Linked DNA regions of Mus musculus: region 1 is linked to region 2. A link is a contact called in public HiCAR-type data. All regions are on one chromosome and are shown on one strand. The core of a region is the stretch at or near the end of the contact, and the rest is flanking DNA. Distances in the headings are between cores, read along the strand shown.

Region 1 (6,724 bases), core at 1,313-3,812, 410 kb before region 2:
GCTGGACACAGGAAACCAAAGACAACTTGACAAAGGTGAAAAGGTAGACAGGATTTGTAAAAGAAGCACGAGAATACAAACACACAACCTAAGAATATAAGAGAAGCCCCATGAAACGAAAGGTTCTCTGACACCAAGGGATGAGGAGGAGGCACGACACAAGCAGCACTCACTTAGCTTCTCTCTCTGTATCAAGTGCCACAACAACCAGATCTCAGCTTCAGACCGCCTCAGTATCTACTTAATTAAGGCACCATCTATTCATCCATTCATCAGCCAACAGCACCAAGTCCCGATTCATGCCAAGGCCATGCTAATCCCAGTGATTCAGTAACACACAAAAATCAGAGTCACATCATTGCCTTCATTCAGTCCACAAACCTGCAAGAAGACAACAGTGCAATGGCCAGCTGTGAAGCCTGAGTGCAGTAGTGCATTCAGAAGCCTATGAGCTTCCCCTTCGATTAATATTTAATATTGCCACAATTTAGTATGCTCAGATTGCCTGAGATTTCTTTCTCAAAAAGTACAACCAGGGGCAGGCTAGGTGGTTCAGCTTATGAAAGAACTTGTCACATAAGTCCTGAATTTGATTCCTCAACCTACTTAGAAGTGGAAGGAGAAAATAACTCCACAAACAGCTGTCCTCTGATTTCCACTGACATATCATGGTACATTGCCTCTCTCTCTCTCTCTCTCTCTCCCTCTCTCCCTCTCTCCCTCTCTCCCTCTCTCCCTCTCTCCCTCTCTCCCTCTCTCCCTCTTTCCCTCTCTCCCTCTCTCCCTCTCTCCCTCTCTCCCTCTCTCCCTCTCTCCCTCTCTCCCGCTCTCCCGCTCTCCCGCTCTCCCTCTCTCCCTCTCCCTCCCTCCCTCCCTCCCTCTCTCTCTCCCTCTCTCCCTCTCTCCCTCTCTCCCTCTCTCCCTCTGTGTGTGTATGTGTGTGCATGTGTATGTTTGTCTCATATACAAACACACACACACCTCTGCTATGTTGACCTTCTGCTTGAACAAGACTTTAGGAAGCAATCTCACACTTAGTCTTGTAACAGAGACACAAGCAGGTGTCATGTCTACTCAAGTGAGCTTCATAGTCTGTCAGCTCCTCTGCTGCCCTCTGACATCACCCTGACCTACCCAGCCTTCCGGAGTCATGAGGGACAGCATTTTTCCTCCCACTGCCCAGGTCAGGAGCCTCCTCGGAGCATAAAAGAAACTGTTTTGTTAAGAGCAGCAATTGTGGCACCTGCCTGAATCAAATACTACAAAACCAGCCTGGTCTGCATATACTCCAGGCCAGCTAGGGCTTCATAGTGTGAACCTTTCTGAAAGAAAGAAAAAAGGCCATAAACATTGGAACCAATGTGTACTAGGAGCTGACTCTTCTGCCTCCAGAAGTTTTCTGAAGCCAAGCTATCCTTGTCTTCTGATATTCCTCAAATCCCATGGCCTGAACAGACAGTTGTGGCAGCCAGCCATCATCATCAAAGGAAACTCCCTGTCCCAGCACTGGTCTTACAATAAGAGCAGTTGCTGTACTTTAACCCCTGAATTTCTAAAAACCTTTAAGATTAGTAACAGAAAGCTCTTTCTATTCCCAAATCCAATACAAGTGATAGTTATAGAAGGAATAAAAATTTAGAACCCAATTTGTTCCTTGAGGAATTAATTCTGGGCTCTACATTATTATGTGTGTGGGTTTTTCCTGAACACCTATTCTAGCACTCACTACCACTGCTGCCCACTCTAACTCTCTCTTTCTCTATCCCAAGCCCCAGAACGCATGCATGCCTGTTCAACACCATTGGTAAGTCCCTCCTACACACACTGTCTGTCTTAGTCAGTGTTCTATTGCTGTGAAGAGATACCACGACATTTAACTTGAACTGGCTTATAGTTCAGAGGTTTAGTCCATTATTGTCATGGCAAAAAGCATAGTTGCATACATATAGTCATGGTACTGGAGAAGGAGCTGAGTTCTATATCTGGACCAGCGGGCAGCAGGAAGGGAGAGCAACACTGGGCCTAGCTTTATCTTCTGAAACCCCAAATTGCACCCCCAGTAACAGGCCGCCTCCAACAAGGCCACACCTCCTAATAGGGCCACTTCCTGTGGGCCTATATTATCCTGATTCTCAAGTGAGAACCCAGAACTTCAGAAAGCAGATGTGAAAGTCACTGTGAGCACTGGACTTTGGAGAATATGTATTTCATTTAATAATAGTCACAAGCATATAAATTAGATTCACTTATAAGATCAGAGCTATCTAGTAGAATCTAATAGGCAATAGGGTTCTTAAGTTACAAATATCTAATTTTATTAATTTTACATAAAATTCCAGATAAATTATATAAAAACAAGATTAAATTAAAAGAAATATGGCTATCTTATATATAAATTGTTTTTTAATAAAGAGACATTAAAACATGGTCCAAAGCAAAAGATGCCTTACATATAACAGTCACTCTGTATTTCAAACGAAACTGTCCACCCCAGCAGTGGTCACAGGAAATGCCATGATAGCCTTCCTCCTCCAAGTTTGGTGCTTCCAGCATTGGCAATGGCAGCCAGCACTGAGGTACAAGTCCATAGTCCATTCTCACAATTATTAACAATCCCCTTGGGGCTTGTCAGCAGGGGTTAAGTTAAATCCTTATGTATTGAGAAGCACATAATTTGAAAAAGGTACAGGGCCAGTGAGCCTTGACGTTATCAGGCATTGAAATGCTAGAAAAAGGTGTTTTGTATAGTTTCACTAAAAGATCTAAATATTCTGTTATTTCTGTATTTCACTTGTTTTCCTAACTGTAAAAACAGCTCAACTTGGTCCTTACAATTAATATGCCATTTATCAATCACATGTCTAATTTTGAGCTTATTTGCCAAGCACTCACAATTTTTACCACAATCTACATGTAAACATATGACACAGATTTCTTTACCCAAATTATATAACCCAATAAGTTTCCTGGTGGCAAAATGTGTCATTACATAACACACTCATCAGGTGTTCTTACACAAACAGAAAAAACAGAAAGAAAAAAAAAAAAACAAAAAAAACAACTAGGTTTAACTGAAGTCCATTAATACTGAAAAACCAATCTCAAAAACATTGGTAGAAGACCGAGTCAGCTTTAAAACATGACTCTACCCCAAACATATTAAAAGAGAAACTCTACCCTCACACAATTAGGGGAGTTATTACATCTCTATCCTGGTGAATTTTCAAAGGCTTTCTGTAAAGATACTTTTTTGGTCATGTTCTCATTTTGATAACTAGGAAATTAGAATTTAATCTGCATAACAGCAGTATTTTCAATCTAGCTCAGTTCTAAGAATATGTGGAGTCTCAAAGGAACTGAGTTCTCTTATCCTTAGATTGATGTAGATAAATGGTAAAAACAGAAATAATCCTTTTCTTTTCCAACAGGGACTATGTAAACCTTCCCACTCTAGGAGTCAGTCCCTAGTCACTTTCAGATGCCTCAAACTTTTACAATAAAGAATTCAGCTAGAGCCTTCGCTAAACAAGGAGTCAACTCCGTAAGCAGAAGTCACATTGCCTCACTTGACCTACAGAGAAAGCATCACTAACCCTAGATAGACGTTCATTCTGCAAGAGGCATGCCAGAAACTGCACATCGAGAACTGACAATGGATGCTATCCTGACACTCAGAGCCACAACGGCTCTATCACCTTTAGCCCTCCGTCCTGGTAACCAGAACTCTGTTAGATTAGTCAGCATCCTAGCTAGCACTTCCCATCTGTACAGCTGCTGGAGGTAGTGCTTACTGACAACTGACAAGCTGCTTAGCACTGCAGAATTTGATAATTCATGTCTTACCAAATTTTTACTGACTTGGAAGAAAATAAAACACCAATTAAAAGCAGATGTCACTTTTAATGCTAACTGGCTGAGAAACTTAGAAATTTTAACCCAATGTGGACACAGAACGGACCCAGCTGACAGTTTGGACAGCTAAGTATTCAAAGTTTCTGAAGTCCCAGGACTTTGAAAGTGATTTTCCAGAACTTAATTCCATGTGGCTTTAATCTGGCAACCATTCAAAACAAACAGTGTCAGTGGTTATCTCAAAGTCAAATTTACTATAACACTTTTATAAAGGCTACATGATCAGATCATTAGTAAACTAAATATTCCCAAGATCTGTATTTTATGTTCTTACATATCAAAATTCTGCAAAACACATTGTACCACTTTCAAAACTGCACCCAGCAAAAATTAATATAAAGACTAACGAGCTTGCTTAACATGCCTTAACCCAAGGGCCAAACAACCTATAACTTGTCATCAACAATCTGACTTAAATACATTCTTCGATACTATATGGTTTAAATTCATTGAGTTGACATTCTAACCATGAGTTCTGAACAATTTTTTGTTTAGATTTATTGTTATTTTATGTATTGGTGTGTGTGCCTGCTTGTCTGTGTATACAAACATATGCATGCAGATTCCTGTGAAAGCCAGAGAAGGTGTCAGAGCCCTGGAACTAGAATTGTAGGTGGCTGTGAACTGACCAGTGTGGACACTGAGATCTCAGGTTCTCTGCCAGAGCAGGTAGTGCTCTTAACCATGGAGCCATCTATATAGTCCCTGAACAAGACTCTTGAATTGGATGTTTTGGCTAGCACTACAAAAGTAAGTACAGAAATACACAGACAGACCATGATGAGCCACATACACACATAATTGATAACACTAAAACCCAGAGTCTCTTGCAATAAACCTAAGTTCTGACATTGAAATAATTTAAAGTATATAAAGAATCATAATGTTCTCGAGACAAACGGGCTAGTAAATTTTCACACCACTCCATCTTATCACAAAGTGACCTGTAATAAAACCCCATATCTCAAAGACACTTAAATATAAAATATCAAGCTTTTAACAAACAGTCACAGTGACATCAATAAACATCCTACCTCCATGTCTGACAACACAGACTACAACTTTGGAAGCCAGGTCTCCTCTACTGACCACTTCCAGTTTCCCACAGCCATCAAGCAATCTCAGAATAAATCCCATAGACTACTCCCACAATGGTCCCAAGCACAGCCATCCAAACCTATGAGATTCAAGGCCTCACAAGCCCTTAACTTTGCAAACAATCACTGAGCTGAACAGCTGGAAGGAGAAAGACCCAGGAGGATCCTGGGCAGTTTCATGTCCCACATATAGTAAAGGGAGAAAGCCTGGCATGAGAAAGGCATTAAGGGAAGAAAGGAGAGGTGGTCGGGGAAGGAGACTGGAGAAGGGTTGCGCTGCCACCCACGGCTCGCTTTGCACTTTCATCCTGCTTTCTGCATCGTTGGTAGTGCAGAGATCTACCACATGCAGCACACGTGGCAGGGCCTGACAGGGTACCTGGCTCTCAGCTCTTCTACTCTGTTTATTCCTAATATATATTCATCAGACTTACAAGCTGCTGCAGAACAAGGGCAGCCTCTGTGCGAAGGAATGTAAACTTCTGACATGTGCTGAAACCTGGGCTTGCCACCACTAATGAGCACATTAAAGGGAAAATGCTCACTAGCTGCTTGCAACCTGCTTACTTACCCTATGTGCGTGATTCAACATCAATTAAGACTAGCTGCAAAACCGGAGCAGGCACACTGCTGCCACTCTGAAATTTTCACATTGCAATGGCTAAAAGCACGGTGCACAACACTGCTGAACATGTATGTGGCCAGTCAGCCTCAGTTAAGATTCATGAAACATGGAGCGGGAGAGATGGCTCCGCAGATATGAGCACTTCCTGCTCTGGTTGATGACCAGAGTTCAGTTCCCAGCCCCCACATCAGAAAAACTGCAGTTCCAGGGAATCCAACACCCTTATGACTACTTTGGGCACTGCACGTTCATGGTGCACATACAAACAAGCAGGCACATACACACATACACATAAAATTTTCAAAAAAATATAAAACTTTTACAGATTGTGAAACTTGTTGGAAAGTTAACATTTTCCCCTAACCTTATTTGTTTCTTAAGCATGAAAACAGGACCTCTGGCTGTGTGCAGCAGAGACACCCAGAAGCAAATTGCGTACCTTTTGATTTATTCACCAGCTCCATCTATGAACTTAATTATCTAAACTCCCCAAGAACACAGCAAGAATCTGAGAGGCTTAAAAATATGCCCTCCAAAAAAATTATAATTATTATAAACTAATGATTTGGGCTTAATGGTTAAGAACACTGACTGCTCTTTCAGAGGTCCTGAGTTCAATTCCAACCCCACATGGTGGCTTCATAACCATCTGTAATGGAACCTGATTGCCTCTTCTGGTGTGCCTGAAGACAGAGCATATATATATTTTTCCAAAAAGAATGATTTAAGCATCAAAACAAATATCTGACCTGATCGGGCAGGGTCTCACTGCTGGAGCACAGAATGTGAGACAACCTGGTTACAATAATCTAATCTGCAATTCACATTGAAAAAAAATCAAAACTGAGATAAGCAGGCTTTTCCTTCTGGTTAGAGCTGTGGGTGGAGCCCAGGGCTGGAGCTAAACAAGTGCCCTGCGCTAAGCTCCACCACAGCCCTGCTGTTGACACTTTTAATAAATGATTTTCATAATAAAGTTTTTAATGAAAGGTATAATTAGTCTGAGTGGTTTTTAAGAACATTATGGATACAAACAGGTATTCATAACACTAGTGCATTTTTCTTTCTCTGATGCTCTCTAAAAAGCACA
Region 2 (6,889 bases), core at 1,281-3,780:
GCTGAGTTGAACCAGCCAGCCAGAGTTCAGAGTGAACTAGAAAAGGTGAGTTATTCAGCAGTACGCCTTCGAGATGACAATTACATCTGGTGAATAAAAGTTAAAGGGGGGGGGGGCTGGAGAGATGGCTCAGCAGTTAAGAGCACTGGTTGCTCTTCCAGAGGTCCTGAGTTCAATTCCCAACAACCACATGGTGGCTCACAACCACCTGTAATGGAATCTAATGCCCTCTTCTGGTGTGTCTGAAGATACCTACAGTGTAACTCATATAAATAAATAAATCTTTAAAAAAAAAAGTTAAAAAGGGGGTTGTAGGGGAGAAGAAAGATTAGAAGTTCCCCAAATACTGGTGGGTGAATGAGTGCCCAAAATAGCACTATTTACCAATGCCAAACAGCAGAAACAATTCAAGTGTCCATGAACTGATGGAAATATAACCAACTATATACCCCAAGCAGTGCACTATTCAGCCACAAAAAAGAAATACTGGTACATATTATAGCAAAAATGAACCCCAAAACAAAACAACAATGCTCTCAGCCTGCTGTGGTGCAAAGACCAAATCCAGATGACAAGTGTGTCACTTTTTTTTTTTTTTTAATGTGCATTTGTGTTTTGCCTGCATGTGTGTTGGGTCTCCTGGAACTGGAGTTAGGCAGCTGTGAGCTACCATGTGAGTGTTGAGAAGTGAACCTGGGTCAACTGGAAGAGCAGCTAATGCTCTTAACCACTGAGCCATCTCTCTAAACCCTGATGTGTCACATTCTTTTTTTTTTTTTTTTTTAAAGATTTATTTATTATTATATGTAAGTACACTGTAGCTGTCTTCAGACACACCAGAAGAGGGAGTCAGATCTTGTTACAGATGGTTGTGAGCCACCATGTGGTTGCTGGGATTTGAACTCTGGACCTTCGGAAGAGCAGTCGGGTGCTCTTACCCACTGAGCCATCTCACCAGCCCCGATGTGTCACATTCTTAATTTTTTTTAATTAATTTTTTTTTTTTAATTTTGAGACAGGGTCTTTCTGTGTAGCCCTGGCTGTCCTGGAGCATACTACATAGACCAGGCTGGCTTCAAACTCAGAGATCTGCTACCTCTGCCTCCTGAGAACTAAGATTAAAGGCATGAATCACCACTCCTGGCCTGATTTTCCTATCTTTTAACTGAGTATGTATTTATGTGTGCATGTGTGTGTTTGTTGGTATACACACATACTCATCTACTGAGATCAGATGTGTGTGTGTGTGTGTGTGCGCGTGCGCATCTCCGTGTATGTGTTGATATGGACACAGGAGTGTCCACCAAGGTCAGAGGTGTGGTGTGTGTGTATGCATATGTATATTGACATGCACACAGGAGTGTCCATGAAGGTCAGAGATGTATGTGTGTATACATGTGCATATGTGTGTGTGTGTGTGTGTGTGCATGTGTACATGTATGTATGTTTGTTGGTTGGTATGCACACATGATGTGTCCACTGAGGTCAGAGAGAACTGAGATTTCAGGACTGCAACACCATGCTGAGTCTCTACAGAGCTGGAAATCAAACCCAGGCTTTGGTCAGGCCAGGTACCACCCCACCAACTCGATTCCAGACCAGCAAGGCCTTTCCTGACAAAGCAACAGAATAAGCAGGCCACATTCCTGGTGTTGGGAATATTTGTTGTGGCCTGGAGGGAGGTCGAACAGACAATCAAGAAATAAACACCTGATACTTCTGGGAGAAGAAGTGATGGGGAGAGCCAGGCTGCATGAGGAGAGGATACAGAGGCAGCTGCTGAGGGTGCTGGGCTGCCATGCTTTGTCACAGGGACGCCAGGAAGACCTCCCTGATTGGTGACATCTGACCTGAGATCTAAGGAGCGAAATGCCCCAGGCTGGCACAGGCAGCCCAGGGCAACAAGAGGGAAGGTCACAGGTATCCAGAGTACAGTGCAACTTAAGTCTACTATCAACTTCTAAACGGACTATTTATAGGGCAGTGTAGACTAGTGTCTCTCATTTGTCTTAAAGAACAAACAGGAAAACATGCCCACCTATCCTAAGAAAAACAGCCTGTTTGTGAGGGCTGTCCACGACTGCAGAGATCGGCTATATCTCTGTGGCTAGAGCGCCCTCTAGTGTCTCAGGGATGAGCTACATTTGGCATTGGGGCTGCATGCTTCCTTTTTTTACGTTAAACTTTTATTTTGGACCCAACTTAGCCTTCTCCAAAGGCCACTGTGAGATTAGATAATAAGGCAAGAGAAGTTTACATGCCTCTACATAAGCCCCCATTCCTTCTAATCAATGTGTATGTGACAATGTTTTAATTATATGCATACAAATAAATACATTTAAATCTTTCAAAAGCTCTATAGATGGGCTCATGTTAAAGGGGAAAGAGGCCATTTTAGAAATATAGAACGGTTTTATTTTGTTGTTTGATTCTAAGACAGGATCCCACGTGACCCAAGCTTGCCTCTAGCTTGCTATTAACTAAGGCTGATCTTGAACTTCTGATCCTCCTTCACCAACCCCCAAAGGTAAGTTACCTCTGACCCCTACATGAGCTGTGTCATCAGCACCTGTCCACACACTCTCACACAAAAACATACAAACAAATAAGAATTGTAACTTGCCAGGTATGGTGGTGCACATCTCTAATCCTAGTACTCAGGAGGCAGGGGATCTCTGAGTTTGAGGCCAGCCTGGTCTAGAAGACAGCCAGAGCTACAGTGTGAGACTGTCTCAAACAAACAAACAAACAAACAAACAAAAAACAAAACAAAGAACTATAATTTTCAGAAAATGAAGAAATTGAATGTGGCACTCGTGAAGGGGAAGGGGCAGAGGTATAATGAAGGCTTTGTTCTCATTTATATTTTGCAGTATTGGAAGGTTGTATCAATCAGTATCTGAAGGGTTCTGCGGCTACTTGCAGAACACCAGCCATTCTCAGCGGCTGCCACCAGCTCCCACATGCTTATAAAAACCACAGGGACATTGGTTCTCAGCTCTTTATTATTAACCTCTGTGGATCTCAGAAGCCTAGCTAGGAGAAAGACATGGTCTCCCCGGTAGTAGGTCAGAGTGCCAGCTGAGGCCGACTGCCAGAGAACAGGGTTCTTTGTACTCCTGGCACTACCAGCTCTGTAGCCCACATTCCGTGCCTGTTTTACCAAGTATGGGACCTGCAAATACTGAGGAAGAGGTGCAGGCAGGCTCTACAAGGCAGCCTGCAGTCCAGAATGTGACCAACCGGTCCTTCTGGAAGATGATTTGACAGCAAGCTCCAAAAGGCTGCAAAAGCCATAGGCTTTGAACCTGCAAGTTCACAAGTCAAGAGCTGCCTCCAGGGATCCCCCAGAAGGCAGAGAGGGAGATCGACCCCTGCATGTCCCAAGAAAGAAAACTCAGGGATCGACTAAATGAACAACTGTGGTTGTGGTCATACACAAAAACATGTGCATACATGCAAAAATATGATAGTCTGTCTTCTAAAATAATCAGGAGGAAAACTCTAAAAGATGGGCTGGGGCACTAGCTCAGGAGCAAAGGCCTTGTCTGACAGGCGCGTGTGTGTGTGTGTGTGTGTGTGTGTGTGTGTGTGTGTGCCATCTGTGTGTGTGTGCCGTGTGTATGTATCACGTGTGTATCATGCAGGGAAATAGCAGATATCACTAAAGCATCTGCATTATTAGCTTAAGAACCTAAAATAAGAACAAAATAAAATAAAAAGAAATAATGAACTCTTCTCTAAACCCGGTGGGAGGGGGAATGAGGAAAAAAGAAAGCTCAACTCTGAAGCCCGTTTATTAACCAAACCATTTGAGAAAAGTTATTTAATTGGCTTAGTGCATTCTGTGTTGCCATACGAATGCCAAAGAGTGGGTGGGTTAATTCACAGAAAAGCTCTCTACTGTCAGGCACTATAGTATGTACATACACATACGCATGCATGTAACCCAGCACTAAGGAGTCTCTGGGGCTGCAGGATCACAAATTGCAGGCCGATCTTACATAGACAATGAGACCTTGCTTCAAAAGTGGAAAAGAAAGAAAGAAAAGGAAATATAACTTTCTCTACATTTCTGGAGGCCAGGAAGACCAACCATTATGCCTTCTCTCTGAGTCAACCCACAACGGAAGGAATGGTGGCCAGCAGGCACTGGCCGGGGCTATGATGCCTGGCATCCTAAGTTTGTCCCCAGTGCTACAAAAACAAAGAGGAGGGGCAGAACTCACATGTACTTTTGGGGCACTAGTTCAGGAGCAAAGGCCTTGTCTGGCAGGCTTGTGTGTGTGCCATGCGTGTGTGTGTGTGTGTGTGTGTGTGTGTGTGTATATGTGTGTGTGTATGTGTGTGTGTGTATGTGTGTGTGTGTATGTGTGTGTGCCTGTGTCTGTGCACGCACACACATGTACATGTGTGTACATTATTACTTAACTATCTGTCTTGATATTTAGAAACAGGGTCTCACATAGACTAGGATGGCCTTGAATTCACTATATACTAAGGATAGCCTTGAACTTCTGATCCTCCTGTCTCCATCTCCAGAGTAATGGTATTACAGTGTGTACCACCATGGTCAGCTTATGTAGTATTTGGGATTGGACTCAAGCCGTCACACATGCTAGGCAGGCACTCTACCAACTGAGCTACACTTCCAGCAACCCCACCCCCGGCGTACTTTTATGACAAGGCCACTCTGAATCATGAACACAATCCCATAATATCAGCATCAGCCCCTTCGTGAGACAGAACCATCATGACCTAATTACCTCTTAAAGGTCCCACCTCTCAGCACTGTTGCTTTGGGGATTTCATTCCCACACATGACTTTGAGGGACGCATTCAAACCACAGCAACAAGCTATAAAAGCAACATGAAATAAACTGAACCTGCTTGAATGGCAGTGGATTTATATTCATACCCAAGTGACCTATATGAAAACAAATACCATTTCCTCCATAATATCTTTATTACCTAATAAAATTCTAAACCTGTTGAGCCCACGAGCAAAGTGTAGAAAAACAAATGACTTACACCGAACACACCACAGCTGCCAGGAAAGGTGTATTGTTTTACAATTAGCAACACTTTTCCCCTTAATAAAATTCATCATATGTACCAGTAGCCCCTCCCTCAAGGAGTCCAGCTGTGCCCCAGCTTTCTCTCCCCATCCTCTTAGATGCACATTCCTGACCTGGTGTGCTACTGCACACCTCTTGGGAGATAAAGGCAGGCCAGTCTCTGTGACTTTTTTGGGTCAGCCTGGGCTACATAGTGAGTCCCAGGCCAACCAAAGTTACATAGTAAGGCCCTGGTCAGAAACTAAATAAATAATGAAAGTGAAATATATACACTTAAATAAATTAAACAATGAATTACTGAGTTTGTGACACACTCCCACAAAACAATACTGCTAGCAAATAAATACATTGTTAGAATGCAGTCCAAGCCGGGTGTGGTGGTGCACGCCTTTAATCCCAGCACTTGGGAGGCAGAGGCAGGGGGATTTCTGAGTTCGAGGCCAGCCTGGTCTACAAAGTGAGTTCCAGGACAGCCAGGGCTATACAGAGAAACCCTGTCTTGGAAAACAAAACAAACAAACAAAGGATGCAGTCCAAAAAAATCATTCTGGGTGCTTTGAGAAAACTCTAAGAATACAAGTCCAGTGTCTTATGACCTCAATGTCTTCAAAACAGAATCGTTCTTGGACTGTAAGTCCACGCTCCTCCCAGGTATAGCAGGTAGGAGAGAGTTCACTTCAGATTATTCATTACAATTGGCTACTGTCAGTTGTTTATATGCCTCTATGGAAAAACATGGTTTGCCACGTGAGGTGATTCTTGAAAAACCTCAGAATATAAAAATTATCTGATGCTCTGAATAAAATTGTTATCACATGAGATTTTAGTTCACCTCATTTATCAGCTCCACTCTCTCAGGTCCCACCAACTCTAGAGTGGCAAACAGCATGCACCCTCTCTGCATCTCCTTGAATGAAGTAGTATAAATAGATTGGATCAATGAAGATGTAAATAGTTATATACATTTGGCAGCACATGAGCACCTATAAAAATAAAGTTCTGATACACACTGCAACCTGGGCAAGGCTTCAAAGTGTTAAGCCAAGTGAAGGAAGCCACAAACCAAGGGTGTGAGGAGCGGGTGTGGCGGCAGTCCCAAAGACGCCAGGGACTGCAGCTAAGTCGTATGACTTGCACCTGACTTCCTCATATAAGCCACAAACATCTTGAGAGCTGGGCAGGTGTACCAGGATACTGGTGAATTCATTTTGATGGAGATATGCCCCTGCTGCCCTGATTAGCTGAAGCTGCGTGCCTGGTGAGGTGGCGTGGCCTGCTGTGCGTGGATGGGAACTGAGAGTATAAAAGAGTGAGAGGCCCAGGGTTCGGGAGAGATATAAACAAGGGAGATATAAACAAGAAGAAACAGGACTGAATAAACGTGTGCAGAAGGATCCTGTTGCAGCGTCGTTCTTCCTGGCCAGTTAAGAGAGCGCAAAACAAGGGGTGAACACTATCAATGCAACATCCAGATTGGATACATTCTGAAAAAAACGAGGCAGTTTCCTCTCAACGGGGTTGGAGGCAACAGAAAATGCTATGGATGAACTGATGATGGGTATATTACAATGTAACTATAAACTTTATATTCAGCTGATGGGTGTATATTACAATGTAACTGTAAACTCTATATTCAGCTGATGGGTGTATATTACAATGTAACTGTAAACTATATTCTGCTGATGTGTGTACATTACAATGTAACTGTAAACTCTATATTCTGCTGATGGGTGTATATTACAATGTAACTATAACTATTCAAAATAACTTAAATAGAAAACGGCACATACACATATATGTGCGTGTACTTG

What was found. HiCAR-type assays count read pairs that join an accessible place to other places.
Region 1: a HiCAR-type map of kidney shows a contact between it and region 2, with 3 times the contacts expected there. The contact joins two enhancer-like sites. A contact is called at or near these places in 2 of 115 datasets of contacts at active chromatin or transcription factors (embryonic stem cells and kidney) and 1 of 9 other capture datasets (liver).

Annotation. Positions count from the first base shown.
Region 1 is chr14:122,598,754-122,605,477 of GRCm38.p6, reverse strand. The region is part of intron 6 of Pcca (propionyl-Coenzyme A carboxylase, alpha polypeptide); the gene reads right to left. Among named protein-coding and RNA genes, the nearest start is that of Gm46487, 28 kb to the left of the region's middle. Within about 2 kb of position 2,562, at least 6 of the 459 cell types and tissues checked have an H3K27ac peak or open chromatin away from gene starts, as enhancers often do. A contact at or near this core is called in kidney and liver, where this site is marked.
Region 2 is chr14:122,186,327-122,193,215 of GRCm38.p6, reverse strand. All of the region lies in intron 1 of Clybl (citrate lyase beta like), which reads right to left. Among named protein-coding and RNA genes, the nearest start is that of Clybl, 8.1 kb to the right of the region's middle. Within about 2 kb of position 2,530, at least 17 of the 459 cell types and tissues checked have an H3K27ac peak or open chromatin away from gene starts, as enhancers often do. A contact at or near this core is called in kidney and liver, where this site is marked.